Linked DNA regions of Mus musculus: all the other regions are linked to region 1. Evidence: chromatin contacts called from public Hi-C and promoter capture Hi-C data. All regions are on one chromosome and are shown on one strand. The core of a region is the stretch at or near the end of the contact, and the rest is flanking DNA. Distances in the headings are between cores, read along the strand shown. Region 1 holds the start of Tgif2 (TGFB-induced factor homeobox 2). Region 2 holds the start of Snhg17 (small nucleolar RNA host gene 17). Region 3 holds the start of Bpi (bactericidal permeablility increasing protein). Region 4 holds the start of Vstm2l (V-set and transmembrane domain containing 2-like). Region 5 holds the start of BC029722 (cDNA sequence BC029722).

Region 1 (2,619 bases), core at 77-2,576:
CGCACACTGAGGCTGGAGTTCCCAGCAGTTCACACAAAGCGCGCAGCCTCCCCCGCGGCCCAGACGCAACGGAGCACATGGCTCATGGGGCGCCGACGAATCCGCCGGCGCTCAAGGCACCCTCACTCAACTGTCCCCCACCAGAGTCACGGTGCGAGCAACAGCTCCCCTGTCGGTCCGCCACCCGGCGCTTGGGGGTTGGGGGGGGGGGACGACTTTGCAAGGAAAAAAAAAAAACTCACGTGTCCATTTTGGGACAGGAAAAAGTTTAGTTCCCAGCCCGTTCCCTGGTACTCCGCGCAGGGTGACTCTTGGGGCGCGGGGCCGCCGGAGCGTGCGCGCTCGGCTTTGTGCTCCGAACTCGGCCCGGAGGGGGAGGGGAAAAGAGGGGGCTGGGCTCCAACCTCCGCGCCGCCCCCCCCCCCCAACTCTGCGCCTGGACTCCATGTTGGCCGCCCCCCCTACATCGGGGACGCGCACAGCCCCCGCAAGACGCTCGGCTGCCCTTCGCCTGGTCCCGGGGTCCCGGCGCGCACAAACTTTCTCCGCGTCGCCAGCCCCACGCGCCCCACAGCCTTGGCCCGCCTGGGAGTGACAGATGCCTCGGAGACAGACTTTCCTTTGTTCCAAAGGAAAGGGGAACTCGCGCGGGCTCCCAAGCCCTCTCCGTCGGAGCCCCGCCCGCGGCCCCCACCTCCAGCTGTCACTCGGCGGCCCCCGGTCCCGCTCTGTCGCCGTGCGGGAGGGGGGGGGGCTGCCGGCGGTTAGCAACGTGCACTTTTGAAACCAAACAAACCCGCTCCCCGCGCGCTCACCCCGCTGCAGGGCACCGGCTGCCCTCTCCCAGAGGAGCTTTGGGAGCTTTGGGAGCCGAGCCCTCCCTCAAGGACCCCGAACAGCGCCCCCCCCGCCAACCCCGGCATTCCGCGCCAGCGTTCCGCGGTCCCGACTCACACACACCCCCGGGGCTCACACACCCACTGTCGCACGCGCCGGGACGACGCCCCCTCCCCCGCCCCGTCGCCCCAAGAAACTTTCCAAGTTGTCCGCGCGCCTCCTCCCGCGTCTCCAGCCCCTCGGCGCCCCGCACTCACCTTCCCTGGCGGCTTTCCGGCCCACGCGGCCTCGGTGGGGTGTGGGACCACCCGGCCGGGGCGGGGGGCACCGGGGGAACGCGCCGCGTACCTGCCGGGTCTGACACCCGCCTGACAGCTCGCGGCTGGAAAGCACCTCGCGACCTGACGTCAGATCCCCTCTCCTCCCATCCCGCCTGCCGCACCCTCCCCCACCGCCCCGAGGCAGAAACAAACTTTGTGCAGAGCGTGGCCAGCTACGCCCACCCTCGGGGGCGGGCCCGCAGAGCCAGGGGGCTTCGCCCCGCCCACGCGTCGGAGGGGGCGGGCCCGCGGCACCTCCTTCCTGCGCCCACCCACCTTAGGAATGCCGCATGGCCGGGGCCCGGGGCGGAGCGGTGGGACCAGGGCTCCCGGAGTCAGCTCCAGGGCAGGAAGTGGCCCGCTCCTCCTTTCAGAGAGTGTTTCCGGAGCGCCTACTGTGTGCTCCTCCATGGGGGTGGGGGCACTACCAGGCACAAAGGGTGCCAGTCCCCGTACCTTTGTAAGTTCGCCTCCTCCTCTGGGAGCTTGCCCTTGTGGGGATGGGGAAACTGAGGCTCAGTCGGCTCAGAGTAACTCCCAGGTGCTAAAGGACCAGTTGTTTTGTCCGCTCATAAGGCAAACGGCGCGGCGAAGACCACTTGGGATAAAACCCCAAGCCTAGCGCAGATGGTCGGCCAGGGGTGAGTACAGGCTGCACCCCAGGAGCGTGAGTGAGGCAGGCACCGTGTCGCAATTTGGAGGTGGCCGCATTTACTCGCTGGTCCCTGCCTTACCACGTGTGCCAGTGTCCTTTGGCCAGGTGGGTCTGATGATAGAGCCGAGCCTTTCCCTTGGTGGCTAACCCCAGTTGGAGAGGGTGAGGCTAGGCGCTTCCAGCGGTCCAGGCTAGGGTCATTTTACCTCAAGTTTTCCTTGCGTCCAAGTTCCCTGACTGTTTGTCTGTCTCTTGCTATCTGCATAAGTGTGGCATAGCCTAACTCCAGCTAACAGGCCTTTTCTGGGTTTGTGATCATATAGGCCCAGAAACCTGAGACCCACGTGCCAGAACCAACAGCATCCGAACAGTCTTCCCTGATTGTTATTTTTTTTAATGCTGTTATCTTCTAATCATTTTACTGTTGAGTTTGGGTCTTGGGTCAGACTTAAGAGTGGCGCACCTGCTGCAGCTAAGTGACAGAGACAACAGCTGTCATTGCTGCAGCAGACTCAAGCTTTTGTTTTTCGTTGTACTGTAGTCACAAAAACTTTGGCAACCAAAGTTAAGTTTTCCTACCAGAAGGCCCTAAGCCAGTCAGGATGCCGATTAAAAGCATCTTAAGGTGGGTTTCATAGAAGCCGGACTTGCCTGGAAATCCTTGAAACCAAGATGGCCATCCAAAATCAAAAACATTGCCCAGAACCCTCTTTTTTACTGATGGTGACACCAAGTCTCAGAGAGTTGGTCACAAGCAATTTCTTAGCCAAGTCATATTCCAGCCACAGACCTTTGAAAGAATGAAGG
Region 2 (2,619 bases), core at 49-2,548, 1.5 Mb before region 1:
GTGCTCTTAACCGCTGAGCCATCTCACCAGCCCTAAAAAATATATATATATATATTTAATATATATTTAATATATATTTATATATATATTTAATATATATTATATATATATATATTAAATATACTTATTTAATATATTTAATATATAATACATATTTAATATATAATATATATTTAATATATATTTTAATAATATATATATATATTTTTTAATGGTTTTTTGAGACAGGGTTTCTCTGTATAGCTCTGGCTGTCCTGAAACTCACTTTGTAGACCAGGCTGGCCTCAAACTCAGAAATCTGCCTTCCTCTGCCTTCTAAGTGCTGGGATTAAAGGTGTGCGCCACCACGCCTGGCTTCCTTCCTTCCTTCCTTCCTTCCTTCCTTCCTTCCTTCCTTCCTTCCTTCCTTTCTTTCTTTCTTTCTTTCTTTCTTTCTTTCTTTCTTTCTTTTAATGCTATGCCTGCGAGTGTTTTGCCTGAAATACTATGTGTACCACTTTTACAGGCAGTGTTTACAATGTACAGAAGAGGGCGTCATATCCCCTAGAACTGGAGTTACAGACAAACATTAGGCTCTCTGTATGAGTACTGGGAATTGAACTCAGGTCCTCTGCAATTGCTTTAAGTCACTGAGCCATCTCTCCAGCCCAGACTATCTTTTGTCTTTAAGTCACCCTTAGAGGCGGAAGAGATGGCTGGCTCAGAGGTCATTTGGACTCTTTCAGTGGAGTTCCTTCTTCAGCCCCAAGGGCAGAGCTGCTGTACATAGGGCCAAGAGCCACATTTGGCCTAGGATCCAAGCAGAGTTTGGGAGTATGAAGACTTGGAAACACGTGAGCTCCTTCTCAAACATCTGTCTCTCATCTGTTACTTGGATCAGGACTTTTCTGGTTAAGGGAATCGTCCCATCGGCCTTATGATTTTTAGGTAGACTTTTAGCAAAGCATTCATTCTTTGCTCTCATCCCTTCCACATGCCAGTCTCAAGCCACTACTGACCTCGTGTGGTGGTGTTTAAAGTCATCATTTGTTCCTTTGTGACACCACTGAGCCATGTGCTGTGGAATCAGTAGTTTGTAAGAGAGGTCTGCTTCAGAACAAACAGAAAAAATACGGCAAACGAGAGACAGTTTCCTCCTAAAACGTATCATTGTTTAAAAAAAAAAAAAAATTAACTTAATATGTTCAAACAGTTGTTAGTCTCCTCTCCTCGTGGGGGCGCTGGAGGGCCCGCCGCTCGGAGATGCTGCTCTAGGCTGCAGCGTGCTTTGTCATTTGTTCTTCCGCCAGCGCCCATCGTGAAGACCACAGTTTCCTGTCGCGTGGATGTGTTTCCTCTCTGGCCATTGCCATCCGCCCAAATCTACAGACATCCCGCATGTTCCCGGGCTCGTCTCCCCAATACAGGGCACCAAGGTGAGTGCAAGGTGCATGGGCAGCGCCGTTTCCTCCATCAAGGAAACCGGGCTGCGGGCCGTCGGTGGGCGGCTGGTCTGCTGGGTCTAGAGGAGGGAGGGCCTCAAGCCGCGTGCTTTTCACCGTCTGAGTATCTGAAGCCTCAAAGCCATGTCTGTCGCCTACAAAAAGTGGGTCGGTGTTTACGACCTGTGTCCCATGTTTTTAGCATCCTACCAAGGCGAATCCATTGACCAGGATTTAAGTTGAGACTCCCCCAGGACCCCGGGTGCAGCATCTGGGTCCCCCTGCCCCGCCCTGCCTTGCGCCGCAGCCGCTTCCGTTGTCCTGCCAGGCTGTAGACTGCGCAGCCCTCCTGGAGACAGATGGAAGCTCCTTGGGTCGACAGATTACAGCTTCTGGAACCCCCTACTCCCTTCAACTCCGAGATGGACACCCACTGTCCAGGGAGAGGATGCCTGGGTAAGTGCTCTGCTATTCGGGAGCAACTTGAAGCCCGGGTGCCTGTAATTGGCCTTCCCATGGGTACCAGCAGAGGGGTGGTGTGGAGTTCTGATTACTACTTTTGAGGAGGTCGACAAAGCCACTGTGCAGAGAGAAGCTCGGTGAGGGCTCGAAATAACCAAGGGCAAGATTCTGGGGACAGTTCTGTTCCATGTTGCATAGTGGGGATTACAGAGGAAAGGGGGGGGTGTCTATGCTCCGTGGTTTGCTACCTGGCAGCTTTTGTGTTTGGGATTCTGGGTGCTTTCCCAGGTAACTGGGTGCTGTTCATGTGGCTCACCTGGGCTTATTGTATTTGCAGAAATAACAGCTGGGATCTACAGTGGCCAAAGAGTTGTCTCCGTCTTGCTACATCGACAAACTGGTGCTCCTGAGTGAGGATTGTGCCCTGGGATGGGGGATTCAGTTTCTTCATTTATAGTTGGAAGTGGGTGAAGGTGAGGTGAGGCTGGGTTCTTTGAGGTGTGCCTGCTTGTTGCTGTACCCACTTGGGATCTGTGTCTTGTGTGTCCTGTGTTCCCACTGTCGCTTCTGTACCCTTCTGCTTTACTCTGGTGGGTGGAGAGCAGAATGGAAAGGAGCCAGAAGATTTTGGGGGTCATATGCACCATCCAGATTTCAGCCACTGCTCTCTGCTGGCTTCCGGGCCTTGTCTGGTTCTTGATTTCCTCATCTGAAAAATGGGACTACCTCTGTGACA
Region 3 (2,619 bases), core at 71-2,570, 1.4 Mb before region 1:
AAAAGCACGGGGGTCTTCCCATCCACCAGCACTGCTCCCTGCCAAGCTGAGCAATCCTAGGAAGGGGGTCCTTCCCTTCCCTCCCACACCCTAGTGCTCTGGTCAAGAGCTCACTGCTGACATATGGTAGAGTCAAGATGGGAGATCAAGGCTTCTTGTTCCCCAAGTTCAACCTTTGGATGTGGGCATACAAATGAATAATAGGCTTGCTGCATTTTTTAAAAACTCACTCCAGTTGCCACATGGGACACTGGAGCTGAGCCTCTGCTCCCACAAAAGCTGTCAGTCACCCATGCACTCATGTGACATGTATGTACACACGCGCGCACACACACACACACACACACACCAGCTCTGGATTTAAACACAACCATATCCTCATCGACGTTCATGGGGGAATCTGTTTGCATCCCTGCGATGGCCTGCATGGCCTGGAACATGCGTTCTGGGATAGGAAAGCAGATCCCCTGGGACCTGCCCCGCCCCCCCACCCAACCTGGTCTGATCTGAACTAGGATCGCCCTGAGTTCTGCAGTTCCTCTCTCTGCCACCAGGAGGCAGCACTAAGCGGCCCCAAGAAGGGCTTCAGTGAGGACTAGAGCGCCTTTGCTAGAGACTCCTCACCTGCAGGAGTGCTGTGTCCCACCCACCCAGTCCTGCAATGGAAGAATGGGACCGGTGGATCTGTGAGGCGCCTGGCAGAGAAGCAGGTGAGCGGAGTTGTTACCTGCCTGGCCTTTGGGAGGAGCCTGGGGTAGCTTTCCCAGAGTCTGCCCGCAGTGTGTGTACATCTCACTGGAGGCGCCCCCCGGCACCCCCTGCCTGCTTAGTCTCTAACAAAGGAGGTAAGGCAGACGACTGACTTTGGAAAGAAAAGGCCTAGAAATGTCACGGTGTAGAGAGAAGGGACCGTGGGGACCCTCAGAGCCCCGGGGCACTTGGAATCTTCTAGAGTAGTGTGATCCAGTCCCAGCTCTGACACTTTTCTAGTCCTATGAGACGGTGCCTTAGTTTCTTTCTATGTAAAATAGGAGGGGGGGGGAAGCAGTGAACTTGCCAGGCATCCGATTTAAAGGGCTGTGCACCCTAAGTGCCCTGTCAGGGAAGGGGAGGAAGAGAGAAAGGCATCCAATTACCGAAGTCCAGACCCTTCTGGGAGATCATGGCCACGAAGCCAGGGTCGGTGGCGGCTGTCAGGGCTGTGCCAATGATGGCCAGCAGCAACAGGGCTGACCATTTCCGCACGTTGTCAGGGGCCCAGGTCATGTCCTCTAGGGCAGCCCAAACCACAAGGCCTCGGATGGGAACCTGAGACCTATAAAGAAGCCTTCTGGGGAAGGGCAGGGCAGTAGTAGAAAGAGGAAGGAGGAAGGCAGCCGTGGGGGCGGGAGGGGGAGGGCAGCTGCGGTTCCCCATCAACGTTGGGGACCAGTCCAGGGGCTGCCCCAGTGGAGCCTAGAGGTCTGTGCGAGCATGGGCATGTGCGCATGTGCTGTGCACGTGCACGCGCCCACCCATGCCAGCACGCGCGAGCCTGTTGAGACCTGTGGCTCTGGGACGGATTCCTCTTCCTAAGCAGTCCATCCTTTTCTTGCGTCCTCCTCGCCTCATGTAAGGCTTTCTTTCAAGCTGGGTGGTGACCACACGGAGACTCCCTGTCTCTAGTTCCTATCCCTTTGGTTGTATCCGTAGTAAATTGTTTAAAAAACGGGACCTTTGGAGGTGTCCCCCATCCCAGGCTGCAGGGGTACTTTTTTAGTGCTCTAATTCTGGAGTCTTGTCCTTGGCATCTCAGCTACTCTTTAAGGCTGGTCTCAGCCTCTCTGTGCTTCTCTGTGCCTCGGTTTCCTCTCCTATAGAGTGGTGGTGGGGGGTGGGGGGGGACTATCACCTTCGCCCCTAGCTTACTGTGAGGACAGGATGGCCTTCCAGTAGGGAAAGCAGGCATAGTGTGCCTTGCGAGAAAGAGAATCCAGATGGGAGCCTTAACCGGAACTTCAGAAATAAATACGAGAATCAGTTACATGGACTCGTCTCCAAGACACAACACCAAACATATTTTAATTTTCGCCTGTCCCATTTTTTTTTTCCTGGCAAGCATAGATAGTTAGTTCTGCCTGTTTGTTTTCCTATCAGACATGGGATCCTATTGGTTAGCCCGGGAAAGTTCCCTTTCTCTGAATACATTCTCCCCCGGCTTTCAATATTCCATCGTTTCCTAAACCCAGTTTTCTTAACCAGATATCTGTTTTCACACATTTCACCCCTCCTTCTCAGGGACCAGGATTTGAGGCTTCTGAGGGGACAGTAGGCTTCTCTTAGAGCCAAGATACTTCTAACACCATCAGGAGCAGGAGGCGCTAAGCTGGAGGGGCAAGGTGGGAACCCCCACCCCCATCCCTCCCCTCCTGCAATCTAGTTCAGCTTTGCATGCAGGGCTGTGAAGTTCTGCAGCAGCCTCAGGCCCCGAGTGGGAGTGGCCCGGTCTCCATGGTGAACAGAGGGGGCTGGACTTCAGAGGCTCAAGGTTTCTCACGCCCCACCCCAATCCCCTGGATTTTATGGAAGTCTAAAAATCGGGATCCTCCTATCCTCCTGAGGGCTCATTTCCTTTCTTCC
Region 4 (2,619 bases), core at 55-2,554, 1.1 Mb before region 1:
CTTGGGCTCCTGTGGGGAGGAAAGGCGCTTCAGACACTCGTGCAGGCAGCACTTGCTTTCTCCTTGCTCCCACAATGCTGGAGTTCAACATTTCAGTCCTCTAGGGGCAAGGTTGAGATGGGGTCCCCGAGATGGGGGTGTCCTGTAGGATTCAAGGGGTTCATGATCCCCCCAGGGACAAACACCCTACATTCCTCTTTACTCCTGGCCTCTAGCTGAAAGAATAGACCTCAACTACTCCAGTGTATCCCAGCTCTCCGTCCCTACCTTCTTATCCCCAGACTGTCCCTACCCCTGGATGCCACCCACCCACATGGATGGCAAAGGAAGCTGCCACCCAGGCTAGCAGGTCTTAAGCAACAGCATCTGGCGCCCCTCAGGACCATTCCCGGCCGTGGAAGGGATGGATCCTGATGAAGAGGATGCAGGAGCAGTTTCAGCGTTAAACCCACAAAGGAGAAAGGAATCGGGGCAGAGAGAAGTGGGTGGGCAAAGTGTGTGCACAAGTGCGTGCGTGCATGTGTATCCGTGTCTGCAGGCAGACAGGCAAGAGTTGTGGCGAAGCGAAGCGTGTGTGCCCGAGTGCCAGCTGGCAGGGTGAGCCACCAGCCAGTGTCTGATTCGTGTGCGTAGTGGGCACAAGTATATTTACCAGCGAGGAGAGGCTCAGAGGGGATGTGCAGAGTTGTGAGTGTGGGATGCAGTGAGCGTGGCTGAGTGTGTCCGCGGTTGGAGACATCTGTATGGTCGCAGAGGTGTGTGTATCCGTGTGAGTGTGTACGCGCGTGGAGGGGGTCTTCTGCGAGCTGGGGCCAGAGCGAGTGTGCTCTTGGGAACCCCTTCTCGCAGAGCTGGCCCCGATAGGAGACAGGGTGGGTCCCCAGTCCCAGCAGAGGGCGCCCCGGAACTCTGGGCCATAGCATCAGTCGGCGCAGGTTCGAGCACCGCGACCGCCAAGTTGGAGCGGCTGCGACCGGGGTGGGGTTCAGTGGGGGGAAGTCCGTGGGGGCTGCGCGCAAACTCACCGTGTCCGGAGACGTGGTTGTCCCAGGGCGCATGGCCTGCGGGTCGCGTGGCGCCGCCGAGTTGCAGGAAAAGTGCCAGGTAGTGGAGGGCGCCCAGCGCCGCGGCCAGCGGGGCCCCCATGCTGCGCGCTCCGGCCGGGGGCGCCGCCGCCTCACATCGGGGCTCCGCAGCCCGCAAAGCCCGCGCCCGCCGTACCCTGCCCGGCGCCGCCGCCGCCCTCTCCTGCTGGCCCCGGCCCGGCCCCGGCTGCAGGCAGCGAGCGCACGCCCAGCCCGCCGCCTCCGACTGCGGGACTCTTCGCTTGCGCGGAAGGCCACTCCGCGCCGCCGCGCACCCGCCCTCCCCCTCGCTCCCCGCCCTGAGCCGGCGGCGGCGGAGGGATCCGCAGCTTGATTTATCATCAAAGTTTTGCCCAGGCTGGGATTTTTAAAGCGGTACTCGCAACTGGCCTCCCGCGCGGGAGCGGGGGTGGGGCAGGCCCGGGGGTGGAAGGCCACCTGGGGACCTAACCCCCCGCAGGGCGGAACACTAGGGTGTTGGGAGTCGAAATCCGATCGTTGGGGATAAACATCCGACCTGCCACCAGACCCGTGCGCTGGAGGGGCCGCTCAACTTTGCCAGCTGGGTAGTGTTGGGGCCAGGGCCAGGCGAGGTGCAGGACAGGTGAATAGGGGTGGGGGGCGCACCCGGGATGAGACATAGGTGAACTAGTTTAAGATCTGGCAGCTTTGGGGTCCCCGTGTGATCACGCGTAGTTTCTCCTGTCCTCGAGTTCTTCGTCTGAAAAATGGGGACAGACGCCACCACCAGAAGCAGTGTGTGTCGGGGGTTGGGGGGGGGGGGGTCTTTGGAGTTAGGTGGGTAAAGTGGGGAACATCGTGGCGCCCACACAATGTAGTTATCATTGTGGTTCCTGTCTCTGGGACTCAGCAGTTAGTGGGGCTCCTAGCTTAGAGGTGTTGGGGTTCTACACAGTGAACTGGATCGCCCCCTTCTGGACTGTAAGGCTCTCCCTAGATGAAAGGTCTAGATGGAGTGTGTGTGTGTGTGTGTGTGTGTGTGTGTGTGTGTCTGTGTGTGTAAACCATGAAGACTCTTTCATTCCCAAGAGTGGCAGTCCAATTCTGATTCCTTCCTTGACTCTTTAACTGAGGCTTTTGTGACAGGAAAAGAGGGTTGGGGGGTTATTTTAAAGAAAAGCCTATTTCATAAGGCTGCCTTCTCCGAGGTCTTGAGAAGATCCGGAGCAAGGTTTCGGACCCCGGGAAGGATTCTTCCTACCCTCATTTCTCCTCTGCCTTCGCCGGCAGGCATTGTTTCAGCATTGCGGACAGCACCCTTTTCGTTTCATCCTTTAAGAACCGCGGACAGCGCCTCGGGGGTGATTAGATGCGAGGGTTCAGCACCGTGGACAGATCCCCGCTCCACACACACAGCACCGCAGGGATCCAGCTTCCAGCACGGCTCACAGTACCTAAAGTTTGAGAGATCTAAAAAGCGGAGTGACACACCGTGCTTGCTGTCTTTATTCTGTCTCCCTATGCCCCTTTCAGATATTATGGTGGATAGTATACTGTTGTCACCAGGATCAAC
Region 5 (2,619 bases), core at 69-2,568, 1.0 Mb after region 1:
GAAAGAGCTGACACGAGCCTGTGCATGCTGCACACAGTGAGCACCTCGGTTTCAGTATCATGAATGATTACTTCCTCCAATACCAGTGATCCACTTAATCCTTAGAGAGAGCACGTCTGTTTTTCAGTCTAGTATTTGTGACTTTTTGTATCAGCAGTAATGAAGAGTTCTGGAAAAGGAAGGCAGTTTTGGCCTTGGCCTGGTCTCTGAGAGGCTTGGTCTGGGCACATCCTGCTCTCACTGACTTTTCCTTGCTCCTGTCTCAAACGTGGGGAGTTTTAGGCTTGATCTTACACAGGATATAGTCAGTCTGGAACCCTGGAACAGGTGGGGTTCCAAGTGTGGCTTTTCAAGGACTGAACTAGAACAGGTCTAGGGTGGGGCCACGTGTACCTTGTAAAACAGCTCCTGATATGTAATCCATTCCTCTCTCTGCAGCCTCACATGAGTCACCGTCCATGCTGCCGTGTGGGCTCCTGCCTCTGGACTTTGGCTCATTTTCCATGCCTGAGCTAGTCTGTACCAGATGCTGGCAGTGGGGCATGGCAGAGCTCGGTAGAGCTGAATTGATTGCCCAACCCTTCACCTGTGCCATCTCTTGACAATTGTTACTGGAAAGCCTGCCCTGTCATGCTGGCTTTCAGTTCTTGTGGCTCTTGGATGAAAGTTCTGCTATCTTGTGCCCCACCCCATTAAAGGACTGCCTCCCACCATCCTCAGTGTGCTGTGTGTGTGTGTGTGTGGCCTCAGTTTGCAACACCTCCTTCTACAGCAGTTCCTGGGTTGTGGGGAAGTTGGGTGGGATGACATGCAGTGTTTTCCCTCAACAGGATGGGAGACCTGCAGGGGGTGGTGGAACACACCAGTAATCCCGGAGGCAGAGGGGATCTCCAGTTCATAGTCAGCCTGGCTACACACTGAGTTCTAGCACAGCTAGGGATACATAATGAGATCCCTCCCACCCCTCAAAGAAGAGATGAACAAGAGGAAGTAGTGCTGGCTTCTGGGTTCCATTTCAAGCCAGCTCCAGCCTCTCGGCCCTCCCTGGCCTCAGAATGAGACACCCAGCTCTTCTCCCTGCCAGGGCCTTTGTGAGGCCATAGGCACTCAGCTGCAGTGCATTCTGGTCCTGCCTGAATTTGAAGATGGGGTAGCCTCCTTGGGAAGCCAGGCCGCCTCCTGTGGCTCTAGCAGGGCCTTCTTCTAAGTGGGGCGGAGCCTTGGGCCCTGGGCGTGGTTGGCTAGTGGCCCTGCCTTTCCCGTGCTCACGGGGCCCGCCCCTGGCGTGCGAAGGCCTTCCTTCTCTGTCTCGGCTGCGTCATAACGCTGCTCCTCCCAGGCCAGACGGCTTCCGTGCAGCTCTGCTTTCACTTTACTGCCTGAGGTGAGGACACGCGCGGGTAGAGGGTGGTGATGGGTGGGGTGACACTTGCTCTGGCATGGTACCAAATGGGCTTCTATTACAGACCATGGGCGCTCTCCTGAGTGGTGGCCAGGATGGCCCGGAGCCCGCGCAGCCCCAGCCTCCAGCGCCGCAGGGTCCGCAGCAGCCTCAGCCGGAACCTGGCCCGTGGGGGCCACTGGACGACGTGCGCTTTCTAATCGCCTGCACGTCCTGGTACTGACCCGGCCACCCCTGGCCTTCATGCCCTCCTGGGCCTGGCCTGGCTTTTATCTCCTCACCCTGTGATTTCCTGTCTTACTCCCTCTGGGCAGAGATTCAAGAAAGATCGCGGAGACTGAAAGTCCCTCAGGGCCACCTCAGAGAATTGCACCTCAGCTTCAGACTTGACAGACCCCCGAACCAGCTCATTCCCACGCCCCCTTTCAGCTCTGTCCTTGGGCTGATTTCCTTAAGAGGAAGAGCCAGGATCAGATGAGGCGTCCTGGCAGGCTCTTGATGCTGTTGAATCCTGGTTTCCCCCTCGCTAGAACTGAGCTGCTGCCTGGCCATAGCCCCATGTGCCCTGTCTCCAGAGAAGTCTTGCCACAATGACCCTCCCGTACTCCTGAGGTTCCTGGGTGACGGGTTGGGGTGGGGTGGGGAGGACAGGACATTGATTGCTGGTTAGAAGATGCACGAGGCAACTGCAGAAGTACACTCCCAGGGTACCCTTTTCTCCCTGAAACTTCTTACGGGCACACATATGCCCTGGTCTTTGTTCCCATACCCCAGGGGAAAAAACACTGTATTTCTGTTTTATTTAGAAATGATTTAAAAAACATTGTACAAAGGCTGATCAGTTTAAAATGTGACCGACACTGAGATGCTGTGATGTCACCCAGGCCGAGGGGAAGCTGAGCTCTGGGGGCTCTAGTACTTTGCCCCTCTGACTGCTCTGACCTGGGCTGATGGACAAACAGATGACCGCAGGCAGAAGAATCCAAGATTGGAAGCCTCTAGGCTGAGCCCTCTCTGGGCCCGGCCCTGTGTCCCTCACATCTGCAGCCTGGGCTGCCTGCCTCCATCCCCTGCTCTTTCGCAACTGGCCTTGGAATGCCAGGAGCCAACAGGGAGCCTGCGGGGCCTAGAGCTTTCAAGAAGTGAGCACCAACCTGAGGAGAGGGACCAGGGGACTGGGGGAGGGAGGCCCAGAGGAGAGGACTAGAAGAGACAGT

The links. Promoter capture Hi-C pulls out the DNA fragments that hold promoters and counts their contacts. Hi-C and Micro-C count contacts between places; a contact is called where the count stands out from the background.
Region 2: a contact with region 1 is called in a promoter capture Hi-C map of hippocampal neurons, with 2.8 times the contacts expected there. The contact joins the promoter of Snhg17 here to the promoter of Tgif2 in region 1.
Region 3: a promoter capture Hi-C map of liver shows a contact between it and region 1, with 3 times the contacts expected there. The contact joins the promoter of Bpi here to the promoter of Tgif2 in region 1. A contact is called at or near these places in 2 of 39 promoter capture datasets (hippocampal neurons and liver).
Region 4: a promoter capture Hi-C map of liver shows a contact between it and region 1, with 4 times the contacts expected there. The contact joins the promoter of Vstm2l here to the promoter of Tgif2 in region 1. A contact is called at or near these places in 3 of 39 promoter capture datasets (hippocampal neurons and liver).
Region 5: a contact with region 1 is called in a Hi-C map of CD8 T cells, with 4 times the contacts expected there. The contact joins the promoter of BC029722 here to the promoter of Tgif2 in region 1. A contact is called at or near these places in 1 of 39 promoter capture datasets (liver) and 1 of 484 Hi-C or Micro-C datasets (CD8 T cells).

What each region holds. Positions count from the first base shown.
Region 1 is chr2:156,838,714-156,841,332 of GRCm38.p6, reverse strand. It overlaps Tgif2 (TGFB-induced factor homeobox 2), which reads right to left and starts at 1,326. Exons shown (of 3, transcript NM_173396.3): 1 at 1,095-1,326. It overlaps LOC115486128, which reads left to right and starts at 85. Exons shown (of 5, transcript XM_030252280.1): 1 at 85-151; 2 at 334-1,617. The coding sequence starts at 85.
Region 2 is chr2:158,360,201-158,362,819 of GRCm38.p6, reverse strand. Snhg17 (small nucleolar RNA host gene 17) reads left to right here and starts at 1,298. Exons shown (of 6, transcript NR_027887.1): 1 at 1,298-1,415; 2 at 1,750-1,877; 3 at 2,221-2,356. RefSeq lists a cis regulatory region at 1,090-1,366.
Region 3 is chr2:158,256,942-158,259,560 of GRCm38.p6, reverse strand. Bpi (bactericidal permeablility increasing protein) reads right to left here and starts at 1,320. Exons shown (of 15, transcript NM_001356542.1): 1 at 1,137-1,320. The coding sequence starts at 1,266. It overlaps Gm34571 (a long non-coding RNA gene), which reads left to right and starts at 582. Exons shown (of 3, transcript XR_866913.1): 1 at 582-710.
Region 4 is chr2:157,913,338-157,915,956 of GRCm38.p6, reverse strand. It overlaps Vstm2l (V-set and transmembrane domain containing 2-like), which reads right to left and starts at 1,304. Exons shown (of 4, transcript NM_198627.2): 1 at 1,026-1,304. The coding sequence starts at 1,146.
Region 5 is chr2:155,817,931-155,820,549 of GRCm38.p6, reverse strand. BC029722 (cDNA sequence BC029722) reads left to right here and starts at 1,318. Exons shown (of 2, transcript NM_001384169.1): 1 at 1,318-1,384; 2 at 1,467-2,619. The coding sequence starts at 1,470. The coding sequence ends at 1,625. It overlaps Mmp24 (matrix metallopeptidase 24), which reads right to left. Exons shown (of 9, transcript NM_010808.4): 9 at 2,184-2,619. Eif6 (eukaryotic translation initiation factor 6) reads left to right here. Exons shown (of 6, transcript NM_010579.2): 6 at 439-713. The coding sequence ends at 448.